2 separate regions of the Mus musculus genome follow, and region 1 is linked to region 2. The links are chromatin contacts, called in public HiChIP or PLAC-seq maps. All regions are on one chromosome and are shown on one strand. Each heading gives the region's core, a stretch centred on a gene start, on an enhancer-like site or on the middle of the called end of the contact. The rest is flanking DNA. Distances are from core to core; before and after follow the strand shown.

The links. HiChIP or PLAC-seq counts read pairs in DNA pulled down with a chosen protein or histone mark.
Region 1: a BATF HiChIP or PLAC-seq map of CD8 T cells shows a contact between it and region 2, with 5 read pairs. The contact joins two enhancer-like sites. A contact is called at or near these places in 16 of 484 Hi-C or Micro-C datasets (B cells, CD4 T cells, CD8 T cells and 11 more) and 3 of 115 datasets of contacts at active chromatin or transcription factors (CD8 T cells, Th17 cells and memory CD8 T cells).

The regions. Positions count from the first base shown.
Region 1 is chr10:19,121,032-19,124,310 of GRCm38.p6, forward strand. No RefSeq gene overlaps it. Among named protein-coding and RNA genes, the nearest start is that of Gm20139, 19 kb to the right of the region's middle. Within about 2 kb of position 1,355, at least 75 of the 459 cell types and tissues checked have an H3K27ac peak or open chromatin away from gene starts, as enhancers often do. A contact at or near this core is called in CD8 T cells, Th17 cells and Th2 cells, where this site is marked.
Region 2 is chr10:18,921,709-18,924,999 of GRCm38.p6, forward strand. No RefSeq gene overlaps it. Among named protein-coding and RNA genes, the nearest start is that of Perp, 78 kb to the left of the region's middle. Within about 2 kb of position 1,928, at least 15 of the 459 cell types and tissues checked have an H3K27ac peak or open chromatin away from gene starts, as enhancers often do. A contact at or near this core is called in CD8 T cells, Th17 cells and Th2 cells, where this site is marked.

The DNA.
Region 1 (3,279 bases), core at 105-2,604, 200 kb after region 2:
AGACTTTGGAAGCAGGAATTATCACAGAGACAGAGCCCCTTGGAAGACGGGGACAAGAGTTAAGATGGTAGCTTGCTTACTGCTAAGACAACCTCTAGCACAGAGGTTTGTTGCCTTGCGAGTTTGAATAGTACAGTATTTTTATGTATGTTTCTCTTCTGAATACGGTATTCACTTCGAACTAGCAGGAGAATGTCTGTTACTTTATTTAGGGATTTTGCTTGTTTGTGAAACCACATATTGTGCTATAGGGACAACTGCATTTAAAATTTATTCCCAAGATGTTTGCTTAAGAATAAGTTTAGAAAGTTTGCCATGAATAACCATTAGCTCACTTCTGTAGAACCTGGCTTCTATTTTTTTTTCCTTATTAAAACAAGCAAACAAGAAAGCAAGCAAAAAGAATAAGAAAGGAAAAAGAAAAACATTTTTACTGTTTTAATTTTTTCAAACTTTTTAATTACCTTCTAATACTAAAACTGAGATAACGGAAGGAGAGAGAGAGAGAGAGAGAGAGAGAGAGAGAGAGAGAGAGAGAGAGAGAGAGAAATTCTGAAATGTACACTTTCAGAAAACAAATAATGCTCTCAAACAGTCTGAACTTCCATCAAGTTTGGACGACTGGGATAAGCACAGATTTCAATATAATCTCACTGGGAAGGCACTAAGCAGTCTGAACTGGAAATATTCCCCTTTTTCTTTAAGAGACCAGCAGTGTGCCTCCCTCATAGGAGCTTTTGAAAAGGCTGGGTCCAATGATATTTCACTACCTGATCAACAACAGGCACAGCTCACACAGATTCCTCCAGACGTTCACAGTGCGAAGCGATGGGCATTGCACCATTCAAACAGCCAATTATCTTTAAAATGCATCTTAATTGCTGTTAACCTGGCCAATGGTTTCCTATCAAGTACATGACAATATAAGATAAGCCTACACACACACACACACACACACACACACACACACACACAGTCACCCTGGAATTAGGTAGCTGGCTTGTTCTCCATGTGGAATATATGTGCTGGACTCACTTTCCTAAGAAGTCCTCAGGAGCTGGTGACTGTGACCATCAGTGGTAAAGAAAGACCCTACAGCTCCTCGGTAGCCTCTGCTGCACCGGTTCGGTACTCGTTCTGCAGAAGAGGCCTAACTTCTGTCTTTCTTCGCCAGACCAGGAGCTGTCTATGAGCACCTGCCTCCACATCAGAACTCTGATTCGGAAATGCTACTTTTATCTGATGCTCTAGAATATCTGTCATCATCACTGCCATTTCTACGGCTCTGTTGTGAGCCAAGCACCAAGAATATGAAAGTGGGAGTGGGAGTGGGAGGAGAGCGGCTGTGCATGCCAGGAGGATGTGCTCTGGTTAGACAACAGCTTCCTCTCTTTGAATGTGCGTCATTGCCTTTGGCAGTTCCTGGACCTCAAAGCTCAGCTCTACTCTGCCAGATGAATCCCAGATTCAGCCCTGTGGAAGCTGCGTTGTGATTACAATTGTTTCACAGAGACCATAAACTGCTTCTCTTAGGAGAAACATACCGAATTGTGTTGAACTCTGACCTGTATAACTTACTACTTTCTGTGGTAGAGATAAATGCCTGTTGCTGTTAGCTCCTTTAAAAAAAATGACTTGTTAGGAACTTAAAATGTTAAGGAAAACTTATTTAGACCCCCAGAGACTCTAAAATGCACCATCTCTCTTTTTAGTGGCACCAAGCTTGATAAAAGTTGTCATGGCAACTTTGTGGAACCACGTGACCACAGGGATACAGGGCTGACTATGCTCACTCATGCATCTCTGCCTGTTGGTTGATCCAAGTTGTTTACTAAGAGTGGACTTCTCCCCTCCTGTCCAAATTCAGGTGTCAAATCTCCAGTTGTTGAGATGGTACTTGCAGGTATCTGGAGCCTTTGGGAGAACATAAGACAATGACATAGAGCTCTCTTGCATAGAATCAGTGACCTTATGAGACAACCAACCAGATGCTTTGTAGATGATGCTGTCCCTCATATCCCCACACTGCCAGGCATTGTCAACCGCATTGTGCCTTTTGACACATCCATAGGTGGTAAGCCTGGGGGTAGTGTTGCCTCCTATATGCTGCCTTCCAGTGCCAGAGGCAGCAGACGCTTCCTTACCTGAGCTGAAGGGAAAAGATCTGACTGTAGGGCTCTCACGTTCCAGAATTATTCCAGGACTCACTGTGAGGCTGTAATGCCACACACCATAATGGCACTGGTGTCAGGCAATTTGACGATGAGAACGCCATCCTAAACCACACAGGTCTTGGCGTGCTGTCCCTGACAAACACCTAACCAAATTAGGGTAAAGTTTTCCTCCATGCTGTCAAGATTCAGTGGTTACATGGCCAGCACGTGGACTTTAGAAAGGCGAAAGATGATAGAGCACTGTGATTCAGAAAGGGTAAAATAAAATCAATAGGATCACCGCTACTGATAGTGGATGACTTTACACATCTGACTTTTGTTTACCTTACCCAATATATGCCAGACCATCTGAGGGTCAAGAGAGCACTTTTCCATATGTGTGTGTGTGTGTGTGTGTGTGTGTGTGTGTGTGTGTGTGTGTGTGAAGAGAGCACTTTTCCATATATATATATATATATATATATATATATATATATATATCTTAAAAAGCTCCCCCCCAAGGCATGGCTCTGCCCATCATCTCTGCCTAGGCTTCACTCTTTACTGCAAGATTGTCTGACAAGTTGTCAGAACTGTATGAAGTTGCTTTCCAGGAGACAAGCTCCCCCTCTAAGCGCCTCCAGCCTTTTCCTTTCCTAGCTTGAGATTCCTGGGGAAATTCCAGTTTCCTGGGGTCCATTGTTTCCCTGGTCTCCGAGGCAAAGGGCGGAGCACCAGCAGCTCTTTAGAGTATCTTCCTTGTTTGCCAAGAGAATTGCTACAGGAACTATGAAATCCCACTCTTACACTTCAGGAAATGTGGACAGGGAGAGCGAATGTGCGAAGCCTCGCTATGGGGTATATTGCCGTACAGCTAAGCCAGCCAGGCCATAGGACAAGTTTGCCTTCTCCTCACCTTCTGCTTTAGAAACTACTCACAAGCATGTCTGAGATCAGCTTCCATGCTGTTTGCCACCGAGTTTTCAGTTTTCCATTTAGCTCATGCTTTAGCAGCCCTCTTGGGCCAGGCAAGGAACAGAGCATGCGCAGAGGCACACAGTTGGTTTCCCAGGGGGCCATTCGTTACCCTTCCACATAACTCTGAATCAGTGGAAGTAAAGTTATG
Region 2 (3,291 bases), core at 678-3,177:
AGTGTGATCTCCCCACTTAGCCCCCACCTTGGTTTTTTGCCATCGATAGTGAGGTTATAAGGACAAGTGTTGTGGGAAAATTAAAAAGGAACCCGCCAGCTCTCTGTGCTCCTGCTTCTCTCAATCTGACAACTCCCCAGCGGGGTCAGACTGGCAAGCTTCCCGAAATCCTGCTGCTGGGAACTCTCTGCAGCCAGCCCCCTGCAGCATCTGGTTCACTTATCCCTGGAGCCTCTAGTTCCCTTTCTGCCATCAGTGGTCACGCATTCCAGTAACCAAGTAAAGAAAAACTCTTGAATCGTATAATTAACCAATCACATTTATGTTATTAGTAAATTCTCAATTTACAGGATGCCAATACAATAATTTCAGAGCCAATTGATAATGATAAAGGCTTTATCCCAATTATTCTAACACACACACATATATGTATACGTATACATATATACACATATACATATGAATGATATATATGTATATATGATATATTTAATATGCATGTACATATGATATATTTAATACACACATACACACACATATGTATATGTATACATATATACACATATACACATATACATATGAATGATATATATGTATATATGATATGTTTGATATACATGTACATATGATATGTTTAATACTCACATACACACACACATATATATGTATATATCATATATATGGTTAAACCCAATTTTTCTGTAGTTGTTCTCAACCTATGGGGGTTGCATATTAGATATCGTACATATCAGGCAGTTACATTACAATACATAGCAGTAGCAAAATTACAGTTAAACTGTAGCAATGAAATCATTTCATGGTTTGAGGTCACCATAACATGAAGAACTGTATTAAAAGGTTGCAGCATTAGGAAGGTTGAGGACCACTGCTTTATAGTACATGTGTGCACGAATGTGTGCAAATCTGCTCACCTGTACATGTGGAGACCAGAAATTGATGCTGAGCATCTTCCTCTATGACTCTCCCATTTGTTCTTTGAGGCAGGGTTTGTCACTGATCCTGGAGCTCTGATATGGCTAGACTGCTTGGCCAGCAAGCCTGTGGCATCACCTATTTTTCTCCACACAAAGCTGAGGTTACAGACCTCACACCTGGCTTTTTATCTGGATATTGGGGATCTGAACTCAGGTTCCTCACGTTTATGCAGCAGACACTTTACCTGCTGAGCCCCCTGCCCCCCAGCCTTTCGATAACAAACATAGTTTGTTCTGTTTCTTAACTCATACATCTTGTGTACTCTTCCTTTAAAATGTCTTATGGCATACTTCCTCCATTTGACATGTTTTAGGATATTCATCCACCCTGTTATTTTCTCATCTTTTATAGTAGATTTGAATACTCTAAAATAATGTAATACAAACAGACAATACAAAGGTAAAAGAGTGAGCCATGGGGATATCAGAGGGCCGATCCCAGGAGCCAGAAGAAATAAATGAAGCATGTAGTGGGCACACTTCCAGGAATTAAAGACAGGTGATAGAGATGGGCTGGGGGAGGTGGTGGGTGGAGTTTAGTAGAACAGGTGCTCAGATTTTCCAGGCCCGATGGCCACTAGGGGAACTGCCATCTCAACAGTAACTCATCCTTTACTGAGTGATGCTGTCAATTTAGTTTTTCCACTCTCTAGGGACTACCCTTTACTCACAAACACGAGAGAAACCATAATCAAGCAGTGTCATGGAATCCAAGGGGAGTCAGGGTCAATTGTGTCAACTGTTCCTGAAATGATGTTGCTAAACAACAGGCAATTGGGAAGGTAAGAGTATGTTAGAAGGAAAGGCCATTTGAATTAACAGTAAAGATGTCACTGGTGACCTTCAAAGGACAGGTTTTGATGAAGCAGCCTGGGTAGTAGGTTGAGTGCTTGCTGGTGTTACAAAGGAAGCATGTGGGGAGAAAAAGGATGTCTTGCTTCCTCAGGCTGAGGTGACCTTTCACAGATCACTAGCTGAGGTGAGAATGCTTCTCCCCCTGGGAACTTGTGGCTCAGGCAATCAAGAACTTCCCAGCAGAGCCCCACAAACCCATTTCTCAAGCATCAGACTGCTGATTAAAATATTTCCAGCAAAGCCTACCAGATTCTTTGAAAGGCCTCTGAGGTTGCTCATTCAAGGGAATCCCTTTACTCACTGTTTGTTTGTATGAATGGAGGGAAACATAAATTAATAAATATATTTACTAAGAGATGATTTTAAAACTTAAAAATCCATAATTCTGAATCTAAAGATTATCTGCACCTATACCCACTTAACCCATTCACACTTCCACCTACCCACCTATTCACCCATTTACCATCCATCCATCCATCCATCCATCCATCCATCCTTCTGCCCATCCATCCATCCATCCATCCATCCATCCATCCATCCATCCATCCATCCTTCTGCCCATCCATCCATCCATCCATCCATCCATCCATTCATCTACCCATCCATCCATCTGCCCATCCATCCATCCATCCATCCATCCATCCATCTGCCTGTCTGACCATCTTGTGCTTCTTTATGACAAGAAACCTGAGGTAGTTAGTCCAGAAGAACTTTGGATTTCATTTCCCACCCCCAGTCTAGCACTCCATTCTCTCTGTCCTTATCCTGCTGGAAAACTTGCAAAAAGTGAATTTTTTTTTGTTGATCACCAATCTTGCTTCCCTGAACCAATGCAATTGATTTCTTTCTTTAGTCTTTAAAAGAGGTACCTCATCGAATTCTGTGTCCACCTGAAGTTTTTAGCCTAGGATTCAGAGCCAATCTCCTTAAATGTGTATTTTGCAATCTTATAGTTTATTCTTCACTAAAAATTCTGTACTCAGGTCTCAGACACACTTCCTTCAGCTCAAAACACCTGTACTTAATATATTTTATAGCATAACTGACAAATTTCTTTTCTTTTTTCTTACCCAGGAAAATATATTCAGTGACAAGGTGGTTTCCTATTTACCAAGTCTCCAACATCCCCAATATTCTGTTGCAAGTGTTAGAAGTTTCAGTGACTGTTGAATGAAGGAGCCCATTGGCTGGATGAATTCTGTTTTGACTTTTGTATTTGAGTCATATAATGATGGCTGCCTTCTAAGGAATCATCTTGTATTGGGTACTTAGCTGGTGGTGTCTCTGGTTTTCATGCTGTCGGCCTGTTCTTTTGTGGTTTATTGTTGCTAGGGGCCTCTTTTTGTTCTTTTCTCTACACTGTATTCTACCTAGGCAGACTAATCCTTAGTTATAAATGTAGCTTTCATTATAAGTTTACCTTTTCTCAAAGAGCTCTGAC